3 separate regions of the Mus musculus genome follow, and regions 2 and 3 are each linked to region 1. The links are chromatin contacts, called in public Hi-C and HiChIP or PLAC-seq maps. All regions are on one chromosome and are shown on one strand. Each heading gives the region's core, a stretch centred on a gene start, on an enhancer-like site or on the middle of the called end of the contact. The rest is flanking DNA. Distances are from core to core; before and after follow the strand shown. Region 1 has its middle 26 kb from the start of Gm42210. Region 2 has its middle 24 kb from the start of Gm20755. Region 3 overlaps Gm20755 (predicted gene, 20755).

Region 1 (4,360 bases), core at 14-2,513:
TTTACATTTAACCAGGGAGGAGTGGAGATAAGTTCTTGAAGAGAAAAATATATTCCAGAGTTCTGTATACAGAGAACCAATTTAACTGTACATTTTTTTTAAAAGTATAACTTTCTACATACCTATTTCTGAGCTCTAAGGAAATGAAAAACAAACCTTGAACATAAGATACAAAGAAGAGGAATTCAGATGACTCCATTTCTGGCTATAAAACCCACTGCTTGCAGCCAACATCACCAGAACACTCTGTGACTTGTGTTGTCCTGTGGCCCGAATCTATCATAGACTGGGGAAGTTGCTGTGGGCTTCTGTATTTGCTTGTGGAGTAATTCCTTTTCACATCAGCTCTAATTTTTCCTTTCTGTCCACATAAGGACATTACATCTAATCACCAAGAGTCAGATGGGTGGGAATTCCAAAACTGAAATCTCCCCGCAATCCCAAGGTTCCTGGGACAGACATCCCCTATGCTCCTTGCTGTAGCTTGCTTTTTGATTTCATATACAAGGAGCCAGACTTTGACCTCACTCCTGTGGAGACTGTGAAGGAGACAAAAGAAGAATCAGAGCAGGGCTAGATGGCAGCAGGCTGAACAAGGTTATCGGAGGCTTTCAGAAGACATCAGGAAGGGAAATGCCAGGCACAGATGGAACTGTGCTGGACAGCACACAGCTGCCGCCATGCCCATGTCCATGCACTGTGCTTCAAGTGACTGTCAAACAATACCTTGAACAGTATCACTACTGCTACACTAAACTATTACTATTGCTATCACTATTTCTATTACTATTTCTATTACTATTATCAATTACAGAACGTTAGCATTTGGTTTTCTCCGATTTCATCTCTTGCTCATAAATCGTCCACGCAGTCATTCATTAACTGCTCATAAAGACGCAGCACCTCATACATTGTCACTTAATTGTGCTATGTGACAGTGGGCTCCCTAGGAGGCAAAGATTCTACAAAAGAACACTTGTAAAGAAAGCCAAGGCCAACAGCCTGACTAAGCCAGTAAGAATAAAAATGGTTGCTAACAAGGAAACAAGAGTTGACAACTAAAGCTCTCGGAACCAACGGGGAAACCGACGGAGAAAATGAATAGCTGGGACATTTGAATGGTTGAGGGAAAGGATGTCTCAGACCCAGGCGAGGGGGAGGAACAGACATAAAACTAGAACTAGAAGATTAACCGCTAAGCTCAGAATGAATCATAGAGGGAAAAGATGGATTACTGAGCTCGAAGGAGTGAGTCAGGAAGCCTTGCACAAAGCTGCCTCAGAGGATCCTCCCTGCACGTCCAGAACAATAGAAACTTACCCTGTGTGCAGAAAGGCCTTGCTGGCAGAGCCAACTCTACACATAAAGAGGAAAGAACAAATGAAAGAAAAGATTATTCAAATTGCAGGGAAGTATTAAATAGAAGGACAGGGCATTTCTGCGATACCTGATGCTGTTGAAGGCTGGTCCTTACTTACACTGGCATCCATGAGGGACCTTCAGGAGACTCTGCTCACAGAAGCAAAAGTGACAAGATGGAATGTACGGTGAAGCAAAGCAAACATCCAGCAACTGAGAAGACTAAATCAATTTACCCCACGAAATACAAAGCTAGAACAAGTGAGCATTCTTCTCATTTTAGAACAGGACAACACCAACAAAAATCCCTGCCCCTGGGTATATAGGTCGAACTTCAGGAACTGGAGAGATGGCTCAGCACTTAAGAGCTCTCACTGCTCTCTGGGTGGACATAGATTAAGTTCCCAGCACCCATTTATAGAGTGGCTCACAACCTCCTGTGCTCCAGCTCCAGGGAATCTGAAGGACTTCTTCTACCCTCCACAGGTACCCAAACACTTGTACAACACACACACACACACACACACACGTCAAAACAAAATAAATTTTCCTTTATGCTGGAGCTCTCCAACAGTGGTACAGCACTACCTCTGGGTTCAGTTCTCAGCTGGGGTTGGGGCAGCAAAATTACAAAATAATTCTTTTTTTAAAGTTGAATATTAGCCACATTTTAAATAAAAATCCCAAGATAAACTGGCAAAGCTAACCCTGTGAATAAATAAAGAATCCCTCAGAACTGATGCCACTTTTGCAGTGAACAAGGAGAAGTGGGCGTGGTTGGGTACTTTTTAAAAATTAGTGGCAAAATACTTGAGAAAGGCAATTTAATTTGAGCTCATAGCTCAGCCCGTGACATGATCCTTCCTTCCTGTACCTTGTGGAGAGAAAGAACCTTAGAGCAGAGAAGACCTGGTGGAGCAAAGAGGCTCAGAAGTGCAGGAAGATGAGAAACAGACAGGTTAACACCCCCAGGTGCCTACTTCCTCCAATGAAGCTACAGCTCCGGAAGTTTCCACCATCCCAACATTTTCAACTCAAGAGTCTATCTTGGACTAGCCATGGATGAAGTCAGTGCCTTCTTCATGCCCCACTCATTTTCTTGATATTGTGTTAAACTTATCGTTACATAACATTTAATTTGCGAATGTATTGTTTCTGAGTAGCCTTATTCTGGTATTTTCACACATCCTAAAATACATAAGTGGAAGAGTTTAGGAGAAACAGATTCGTGTCTTGCTGTTGAGGTTTGGTCTGTTGTTATGTACTGTAATGCTGAAGAGTGGCCCTGGATGCCCCAGGGAGGAGATCCTTAGTACAACTGCTATGTGTAACCTTGCCCCTCAAGATATAAGATCTCCCTGATTGGTGAATAAAGATGCTACAGCCTGTAGCTGGACAGAAGAGAGATCGTCGGAGTTTGGGTTCCTGGGCTTGGGGTCTGAGACAGGAGAACATGAGAGGGAGAGGAAAAGAATTTATACTGGGTCTTCGCCTTTAGGCTATGTGCCATGCTAGCTCAGGTAAGGGTTCCATTGTCTACGAGGTCACTCACAAGCAAGAATCAAATAAATCACCTCGTGATTCATTCACCTCATGAAGGCCAAGGCCAGTGGAAAGAAAGAGAACATTAGTTTCCCATCACTTAAATTACAGTATCACTTATTGTGAGCCAAATTTCCACTCAGTCTACTACCGATAGCCCTCTGTTCATGGAGGACACATCGTATTCATGCCCTTAGGGTCCTGCTGTAGACCTTGACACCAGCTGAGCTCAGGTGTCTGTCATCTGACCATGCCCATCACGGCAGCTTTTCAGAAGCAAGATGGCAATCCAAACCCATTATTTTCATAAGGACATTAAGCCAGCCTTGCTGAGAAGTAAGGGTTTTTATTGCCAACCTGGTGTTCTGGTGTCTGGAGTTGAATTTGGGGGACGTACATCGCTTTACCTGATAATAAGCAGAACGCATCCTCCTGGACAAGCCTGTGGAGGATTGTGGACCCGTCACATTTCTGACGTATCCAGAATACTGAAGTCTTGCGGTCAGTTGTCAAATCTTTGCTTACAGAGATGAGAAAGGTTCCTTGGCCCTGTTTGACATGGCGTTGGGCAGCTGTGCTTGCTGTGATCACACACTCACTTCCCTCTGTGATAGCTCCCAAGGTCCTCAGTGAAGCCACCTCATTGTAGTGTCAGATGACATTCTCATTGTCCCTTCTTTAGTCAACACCACACTCTTGATTTGTGACTTCTCATTTACTGTGGTGCTAGAGAACACTTATTCACGCCATGTGCGAGCATGAGTTGGGGTGCATTTATGTGTGAATGTATACATGTGGGTATCCCTAGTCTAGCATGCACTCATTCATGCCACGCACCCCCATGAACTGGGGGATGTTTGTATGAATTTATGAACAAGTGGGCCATATAGCTAAGCATACACCCATTCATTTGATGAGCAAGCATGAATTGAGGTGTGTTTACATGAATTCATGGACATGGGTATCTCTAGCCCACCCCACAAAGGGTTAAAGGCAGCTTGAAAACATTATACAACTAAAAAGATGCTGATTTCCGGGGAGAGCATAAAAATAGACAAATAGCCACAGGGAAATAATATACATAGAATTCATCCCCATAGGTCTTTTTAATTACTAACATTAGGAAATAGCACTCTCGCCCCCCCCCCCGCAAAAAAAAAAAAAAAAACAGAAAGATGGAGAGGTTGCCAATTAGTCACAGGATAATAGTGTGTAAATAAAAACAAGCCAGCTATTCAGAGAAAAAAAAGAAAAAAACCTACCACTCTTAACATTCTTGACATGAAGACCTAAAAGAGTACTCTTCAATGCAGTCATTTTAAAAAGGGACTACTTAGATGGTGCCCTTGGTGCCATTTTGACTATTGCTGGTGTGACAGATTCCAAAGAGAAGCCTTTGGGGCAAGCTGAAAGCAAAGTGCAGGCTACCAGCATCAAACAAGTGAAAGTGGTGGGCTGA
Region 2 (3,997 bases), core at 622-3,121, 95 kb before region 1:
TAAGCACAATGTAGCTGTCTTCAAACACACCAGAAGAGGGTGTCAGATCTTGTTACAGATGGTTGTGAGCCACCATGTGGTGCTGGGAATTGAATTCAGGACCTTGGAAGAGGAGTCGGTGCCCTTAATCGCTGAGCCATCTCTCCAGCCCCCATTAAACTCTTTCAAATTTTAAATTTTGAGCTAATAAAAGACAAAGTGGAAGGAGTTTTCTTCTTGTTCTTTCTACTGTAGTTTAAAACACAGAGAATTAAAACAGTTGCTATTCAAATCAAAGCAGTAAGTAACAACACTGAATCCACGTAAACGAAGCTGCGTCTGATGTACCGGAAGTAGAGAACATGTACCACGCCACAGAGAGCATCACAGGGCCCCCGAGAATTAGAATCACATATCTGACTTTCTGGCCACACTCCTGGGAGATCTTGTGCAATCACAGCAATCGTTCCCATATCCATCAGTTCAGGTCAGAAGAGAAACTGGGTTCACTTTCAACTCTAATGTCCTATCAGCACATTCTTACTGTGGGGTTCACCTTCGACACCCTCAACCACAGAAGAGCCCACACCAGGATGTCTGCTGCTCTTCCTCCAAGGGCCCAGTCTGCACAGACTATTGGAGGGGCCTCTGTGCCTCCTCCTGCCGCCTTGAGAGCGTGTTTACACACTGATCGTCAACAGACACAGTGTCTCCAAAACAAGAAGGACAATGACACAGGCGTCACTTGTCTCTGTATATTCACATAAATAACCAGTGTGTGTCTGACAAGAAGAAAACATGAAGCTGATTCCACTGGCATGCAGAGCTGTTCCTGAAGACCAGCCCCCTTGTCTCCCACAACAGCCACTGATGATCTAATTATGTCTTCCCCTGTGTGTTGGGATGTCTTTAAAGTACTTCCCGACAAGTAAGCAACTAACAAGAAAGCCATGTTCCTTCCCATTTAGGTCAGATTTCCCAGTCTCACCAATGGCCCCTGTAGCCAGGGAGAGGGCTTTTCTCACATATGTTCCATGCTGCCTGTTTTCCTGCCCTAGACAGGCAGATGGAGCAAGGCACGACAGTCCCTTATGGGGCTGACAGATGGGCAGAGAGGGTCGCTCCACTCATGTGTTCTCACACACTGTGGACATCCTGTTTATCTGGCTAGCCTGCTCAGGACTGGCCTTGGTATATCAGCACATTACTGACAGCTGGGAAGATCTCCAGAGGAGCATGCCTTTCCTGTGACAAGCATCCCAAACAGCAACAGGAGCATGTGTCTCTCCACCACGGCCACAGAAAGTAGAGCACACTGGATTTGTGGGCTCTGAGGACAATCACCCACAGGTCCTGCCACACTCTGGGCTGTGCCATCCAGCACACTCTTGCACCTGTATGTCTGGGCACTTTGGGAAGGTCAGGGTGGCAGGCTCCCACCTCCACAGCCTCAGAGGTTACAGCCCTTCCTTCTAGGCCCTGTGTCAGAGCAAAGGAATGTCTCTCAGCCTGATCGAGGCCCTGTGGGATCTGTTGAAAATGCAGGACAGCTGTGGGCCTTGGCGAGGCCGTCTGTGAATGTATGAGACTTGGACACAATTCAAAGCCAGAAATAACTGCAGGACTCAAGCCTGACTCTTGTTTCTCTCTCTCTCTCTCTCTTTCTCTCTCTCTCCCTCTCTCTCTCTCTCTCTCTCTCTCTCTCTCTCTCTCTCTCTTCCTCCTTCCCTCCTTTACTCCCTCTTTCTCTCCCCACCCTCATCAGTGTGTGTGTGTGTGTGTGTGTGTGTGTGCGTGCATGCGTGCGCATGTGTGAATATAAGAGAGAGAGAGAGATCACTCATTCCTTACACTCTGGAGCTGGATCGCAGTCTCATCTCCAACGGTTTCCTGTGCTCTTCATGGCAAAGAATTGTGGGTAACACATTCTCCTTCCATGTGAAAAGCAGCAGCAGGGTTGGGGTGAGCAATAAACCACTTTCCATGATGCTGAAGAACAGGAAATTGAGGAAGAGCCTTTTCCAGGATCCAGCTGGAAGCTGGGAAGCCGCCTAAGGCACACTCTTGTTTGGAAGTCCTCTTCAGGAGCATAGCCAGGTGCTCAGAGGGCTTGGGGAAGCTCTTGTCTTCTCCAGTCAGCTTCCTGTTAAACGGTCCAACTATGACTCTAAGGGTTTGAGCCCTCGACTCTGAGGTCCTTCACCATTTACCTTACAGCAAGAATAATCAGGGAAGGAGCCGACAGTTGGGACATCACTCCAAGACTGCTCCTACAAAGCCAGGTGACTGACACACTACAGAGCTGACTCCAGCCTCAGAAACTGGACTCTAGACATTTTGGCTTCAATAGTACCTGGAGATTCAAATATGCCGTGACAAGACTTGTAAGTGAGGAAATAGCATAGGACACTTGTCACTGTTGCCTGTGTTGAAATTGCTGCCTTTGGGCACAATCAAGTTTTGCTAGCTAACCCCAAGTACAGAGTTGGCTTTGTGTCAGTGTTGACAAGATACTGTGTGTATGAGTGTGTGTGTGTGTGTGTGTGTGTGTGTGTGTGTGTGTGTGTGTAAGAGAGAGAGAGAGAGAGAGAGAGAGAGAGAACCAGGCCCTCATACATCTTAGACAAATTCTCTACCACCCACCTACACACTTGCCCCAATATACTGGCTAAATATTCTGTACTTTAGCCATGATAACTTTCCTAGATGGGGCCTTAAAACTAAAGAATTGTTGGTGCAATTAATATCGTGTTGCTGATATATTAAAATGAATTAAACACACACACACACATATATGACAGGAGAAACCATTCGAAAGGAGAAAGAATTTCCTACAGAGAATTGTACAGATGACATGGGGCCCCTCATGAGCTAAAGGAGATGCCTGGGAGTATAGAAGCACAGAAAGAATTGCTGTGTCTCCACAACCCACAGAACTGGAAGCAGCGTCCCTGACGAGGCTCTCTGGGAGGCCACAGGTGCTCTGCTCATGAGCATTTCCCTCACATGATGACCAGTATTATACTGTGATCCTAGAGGAACATGAGTGGGAGAACGCATTAACTCACTGCATCCCACCAAGTCAAACATGCTTGACAGCGGACTTCTGTCCCACTGTGGGATATTAGGCATCCACCCACAGACATCAGTAGGGACAAAGTGGTTCTCATCCAATACAAATCCTTCTCCCCTTCCCCAGCACCACAGACAGCAGACACTTGCTTTCCTACCTCTTTGCAGCTCAAGTGACCTGCCTTCCTGTGATTCAGGGAGGTCACAGATGCAAAGGAAGAAATGCAACCTGCTTACTGTCATCCTAAGAAGCGGACCTCATCCTCTCAATGACCTTGACTGCCATCTCTAGCCCAGATTCTGTGCTTTAGATCATTTTTCTTAAAGTGCATTCCAAAACTGTATCAGATTTGGGATCCATAAACCTATAACATTATTGGCCTCCAGGTAAGAGAATTCTTCACACAAAATTCACACAAACAGAAATCCTCCTTGACTCTCCTCTCCTCGGCCACCACTCTGTCGTGGGATTGCTCAAGGAATCCTAGATAATTTTCCCCTTGGCATCATTTAGCAATGAGTCAACCTTGGGACCACCTTTTCCCAGACTCATTGCTTCATAAGAAAAGGTCACAGTACAGACTCCCTTTTCTCTGTCACCCGGCAAAGTTTGCCTGCAAAATACTGCGCCTTAAAAGCTTTAAGCAGGATGTAAAAGGTAGAGATGAACCCATGAATGATTGGCACTGAGAAAAAGCCAAAAGTGGCAGGAGGAATTACTAAGACTAATGACAGGAAGACTGTCCCCTCCTGACAACTCAATAAGACTAAGGGGTGAAGGGTCACATGTCTGGCTAAAATGGTTGTTCTTTTCTCTAGAGGCTAATGTCTAGTTGTGCAAAGATTCATTTAATACACTTACTTTTATTTTTAACTACATAATTATTTATTGATGCCTTTCTCCTGCAAAAGTGTACAGGTTTTATGTGTTGGTCTTTATTCCCTA
Region 3 (4,192 bases), core at 246-2,745, 130 kb before region 1:
TCATACTACTTTGAATGGCATGTAACCCACAAATGATGGATTTCCCCCTGCCACATTTTCAGACCATAGCCAACTACCATCAAAACTTCAGGAAGTGGAGCCAAGGTAAGGGAAGACTATTATAGATCCCAAGTTTGCATTCTGAACGAATGCTTTTGTAAATCTCCCATTTCCTAGAGTACAGACACCTTCCGTAGTATGTCCTTGAAAGTAAAAGTAGCCTTTCAGTGACTCAGTTGTATACGTATATTTGTTCTCATGGGCTTTAAACAGAGATTCAAGGTCACTTCTAAAGTTCATGGTCAGAGGGAAGGTTGCCCTTCAGTTGTATTTTCACCTCTTAGATCTTTATACTGAGCAAGGCTTGTGTTTTCAGATGGTATTTTTCATGGGATCTTGTTAAAGAAAGCTGCATGGCTGCAGAAAGTGACACAGAAACTCCCTGAGCCTCCCTTGACCTTGCCACACAGCCTCTGCCCACACCGTCAGCAGCCAGCAAGCCACGGTGTACACCTTCCGTCCCAAGATGAAGAAGCCAGAGGCCAGGAGGGAGGCTTTCCCACCCATCCATGGTCCTCAGTGGAGACTGAATGTCTGGCTTCAGGAACTGCATGCTTCACTTCCCCAGGGGCATTCCATGCCTGGCTCCAAAGGAACTGGGTATTTCAGAGCACTGTCTGATTAGAAACAGTCAACCATGAAGACCCTGAGAACTTCAGGGAGACAAGGACGGCCCTGTGAGTCCTGATAACGTGAGGATGACCCCAAATGTCACATTAGTGCGTAGCAGAACGATACTCGGTAGCTTCTGGAAACACAGAAAGCACTCAGTAATAAGGGTACCTGGCTGGTAACTAAAGCCCTGAACCATTACATTAACCATGCAAGATCAATGAAAACTTTCTCTCTTTATGTTTTTGTGTGCGTAGAAAAGTATATGTCTGCCTCATGGTCTTTCCCCCAGATTCTATTTCTTACAAAAAGATGAAAATACTCTTGTCTCTTCCTGCATTATCTTTCCAACTACTTTATAGAGTAAGACACCACAATGAACTAAATACCCATCTCAGGGAATAACTGAAAATACACAGGCCAAGGTTCATGCGTCAACCTACTTTATTTTATTTTGTTTGTTTTATCTTTATTTGTCTTCATAAATCAATGGCCTCCCTTCAACCCTTCCCCACAGGAGCAGGAAGGACAAGCTGTGTGTTGGCTGCTGTGTAGATGAACACATGAAACCAGAGAGAGTACAAGGAGGGAGATGAACTGCGTGAGCTCCGAGTTCCTATCTGATCAAACCCTTAACCTCTGTTTCCTTCCTTGCCCTGAATATTTATTTTAACTCCGAGGCTCAGTCTTCGACCTTCGATGCCAGAAATATTCTCACACATTCCGAGAAGGTGCTTTCATCCAGTTCCAAATAATGTCAGGGTAAGGGTCAAACCTGGGTCCTGGCTTGTCCCGGGCAAAGTCCACCCAACGTTTGGCATGTCTGCACGCTGTGCAGGCAGCTGACAAGGGACTGTTGACAGTCCAGTTTTTACTTCCCGCCCTCTCCTCCTCCTCTGAGTTTACATTGCAGAACAGACAATAAACTGCTTCTAGACTCTTCCCAGCCCCCCTCGCTCAAAAGCTGAACTGAAGACAGAAAGCACCCTCCACACCCTGCTCCTCCAGCTTGACCCTACCTGTGTTTGGCCTTCGCCCCTGGACCAAATCAGCATTCCAGGGCCATGAGAGAATGGCATGTTCACCACCCAACAGGAAACGGAGCAGGCCAGGCGTTGACATCACCTGGCAGATGTGCTTTTCAAGTGTGAGGCTTTATTCAAACCTTTTCATGGAAATCATTGACACAGAAAAGAAATAAAGAAGAAAAACAAGAGGGAGAGACAAAGTTGGTGCCGAGATGGGCATGTTTTGCACCCCATAAAAAAAAAGGAATTAAAATGAGTCAAGCTCACCTCCCTTCCTCTCCACCCCCACCCCTCCTCACTCATCCTTTAAGTCTGGAAGTCAATGTTTCTGAAACACTATAGCTACTGGCAGGGCAGCCACACATAAAACTGTCAGTCTGCAAGGAAAGTAGACGGTTGAGTTGAGGGGAAAGGGGCTAAATCAATTTGAGCATGCATGTTAAGGACTGTGAAAGGGCAGCATGGAGAACGGCAGGGCCAGAGAACATTTGTCTCTGTCTCCTTGTGTTTCCACCACACAGAGCAGAATCCACCCACTACGGCTCCAGCCAGGCTCTGAGCTGATTGATGGCAGCTGGAGGTGTCTGCTTGCTTCCTCAGCACCCTAATCAGAGGCCCCCTGGGCCCACACTCGTGTACCTATGCTTCTGGGCAGGAAGCATCTACTCAGCCTGCTCTCTGCCAGGACTTAGGAAACACAAGTTCCAGCAAGGCTGGGACAGCTCTGCTCGCCACGGGACCCAATCAGGTAGACTATTCTTCTTAAGCAATGAGCGCATATTAAACCTCATACGGAGAAGAAAAAAATATGAAGTTCTACAAAACGTTTTCATTTTTTATTTTTTAAATATTTTTTATTATTACGTATTTTCCTCAATTACATTTAGAATGCTATCCCAAAAGTCCCCCATACCCTCCCCCCTACTTCCCTACCCACCCATTCCCATTTTTTGGCCCTGGCATTCCCTTGTACTGGGGCTTCCAAATAACTCACTCTCTGGAGGGAAAATAAAGATGACCTGGGTCTTAAGGTTTTCTCAGGCATTGGATTCATTTTGCACCAAAATGCCAGGGTGTGAGCACAGAGCCCAGGGCTGAAGCTGTCAGCCTGACTCCCATCCCCGATTGGGTGTGTTGGGGAGACTCTTTCAGATGCACTTGACACTAGGAATTGCTCCATGCCACGAGCAACAAGCAGGTTTTGTGGACTGTTCTGCCATGTTCACTACGTGGTCAGATTCATTTGAATTTATTGGAATACAATAATCCTAGAATAAAGAATAATGTGTACTCCCTACTGTGATGCAAATATGGTGGGTACACACATGAGGGAGGAAGTCACCCACACATGGCAGGAGCCAGGAGGACAGAGAAGGCTCAGAACTGGACTGGAATCACTCTCCTCTCGTTTTCTTACATAACTACAGTAAAGGCTTCTGGCTGCTCTGATTTCCCAAGCTTCCAAAGTCAGAATAATATTAGTAAGAAATTCTACAGGTAAGATGAACCGCTCAGTGTTCTACTCATGGAAGGGAACCTGTGTAACTTATTTCACATTAGAGATACAATCTAATGTGATTTCATACATGCTGTGGTGTGTGTGTTTATTCACATGTGTGCCTGTACATAAGAGGCCAGAGGTCAACCTTAGATGCTCCTCAGGTGCCATCTCCCACATTTTGTAAGACATTGTCTCTCACCATGTATGCCATGTTGGCTGTGTAGTCAGCCCCAAGGAGTTTGTCTCTGACTTCTGACACTGAGATCATAAATGTGTGCTGCCATGCCCAACCATGTTTGTTAGAGACTAAGCTTTCTCCCCAGTCCTAACAATTTTTCTCATTGTGATAAATATACATCAGATAAAATTTAGCATCTGAAAAACATGTCTACACTTACAATTCACAAAGGCATTGCAGCCATTCACTTTGTGCTACCATAACTCCATTCATCCATAGAACTCTCTCCATCTTGAGAAGAGAAGGTCTGCATCAGCAGGAGCGTCTAAGTGTTCCTGCTGGGAATTAACCCTGTGAGTGCCACTTCCCCACCTCTCAGTTTATTTCCTCACCACCAAATGTGGGCTTGCTCAATTAAGTACATTTATCTCATGTTGTTACATAATCCCATGTTATAATTAGTTACCAGCCCATTCCTTTGCTTGGCATCAAAGAGTTAAAAGAAAGAAAATAATAAAATATACCTAATCAACCATTTTGCTCTTTTTATTACCAAAAGTAAAGGGGAAAGGTTTGTCCATTTTCAGGAAGGAACAGAGTAATGTTGTGAAGATCTTACAACCAAAGAGAGGTAGAGGGTTTTATTTTGCACTGAAGTTAGAGATAACCCAGTACCCATGAGATAATGAAAACTTTACTTAAACCATCTTTTCCTTTATTTACAATAAAAATACGGAAGAAATATAGGTTTATCTTTGTCCCTGTTCAGAGCCCAGGTTGTTATTTGTGGTGGTTCCCACACAGGATCCTGTG

Evidence for each region. HiChIP or PLAC-seq counts read pairs in DNA pulled down with a chosen protein or histone mark. Hi-C and Micro-C count contacts between places; a contact is called where the count stands out from the background.
Region 2: a CTCF HiChIP or PLAC-seq map of the NIH/3T3 cell line shows a contact between it and region 1, with 10 read pairs. The contact joins two enhancer-like sites. A contact is called at or near these places in 1 of 39 promoter capture datasets (the C10 cell line), 1 of 15 datasets of contacts at CTCF or cohesin (the NIH/3T3 cell line), 4 of 484 Hi-C or Micro-C datasets (nephron progenitors, neural progenitor cells, stem cell-derived neural progenitor cells and 1 more) and 2 of 115 datasets of contacts at active chromatin or transcription factors (cardiomyocytes and heart atrium).
Region 3: a Hi-C map of uterus shows a contact between it and region 1, with 2.1 times the contacts expected there. The contact joins two enhancer-like sites. A contact is called at or near these places in 3 of 39 promoter capture datasets (the C10 cell line, cranial neural crest and embryonic stem cells), 5 of 484 Hi-C or Micro-C datasets (the AML12 cell line, CD4 T cells, muscle stem cells and 2 more) and 1 of 115 datasets of contacts at active chromatin or transcription factors (large pre-B cells).

Annotation. Positions count from the first base shown.
Region 1 is chr3:37,777,179-37,781,538 of GRCm38.p6, reverse strand. No RefSeq gene overlaps it. Among named protein-coding and RNA genes, the nearest start is that of Gm42210, 26 kb to the right of the region's middle. Within about 2 kb of position 1,263, at least 41 of the 459 cell types and tissues checked have an H3K27ac peak or open chromatin away from gene starts, as enhancers often do. A contact at or near this core is called in the NIH/3T3 cell line, muscle stem cells, neural progenitor cells and 1 more, where this site is marked.
Region 2 is chr3:37,872,980-37,876,976 of GRCm38.p6, reverse strand. No RefSeq gene overlaps it. Among named protein-coding and RNA genes, the nearest start is that of Gm20755, 24 kb to the left of the region's middle. Within about 2 kb of position 1,871, at least 143 of the 459 cell types and tissues checked have an H3K27ac peak or open chromatin away from gene starts, as enhancers often do. A contact at or near this core is called in the NIH/3T3 cell line and neural progenitor cells, where this site is marked.
Region 3 is chr3:37,905,049-37,909,240 of GRCm38.p6, reverse strand. The region is part of intron 1 of Gm20755 (predicted gene, 20755); the gene reads right to left. Among named protein-coding and RNA genes, the nearest start is that of Gm20755, 8.3 kb to the right of the region's middle. Within about 2 kb of position 1,495, at least 110 of the 459 cell types and tissues checked have an H3K27ac peak or open chromatin away from gene starts, as enhancers often do. A contact at or near this core is called in muscle stem cells and uterus, where this site is marked.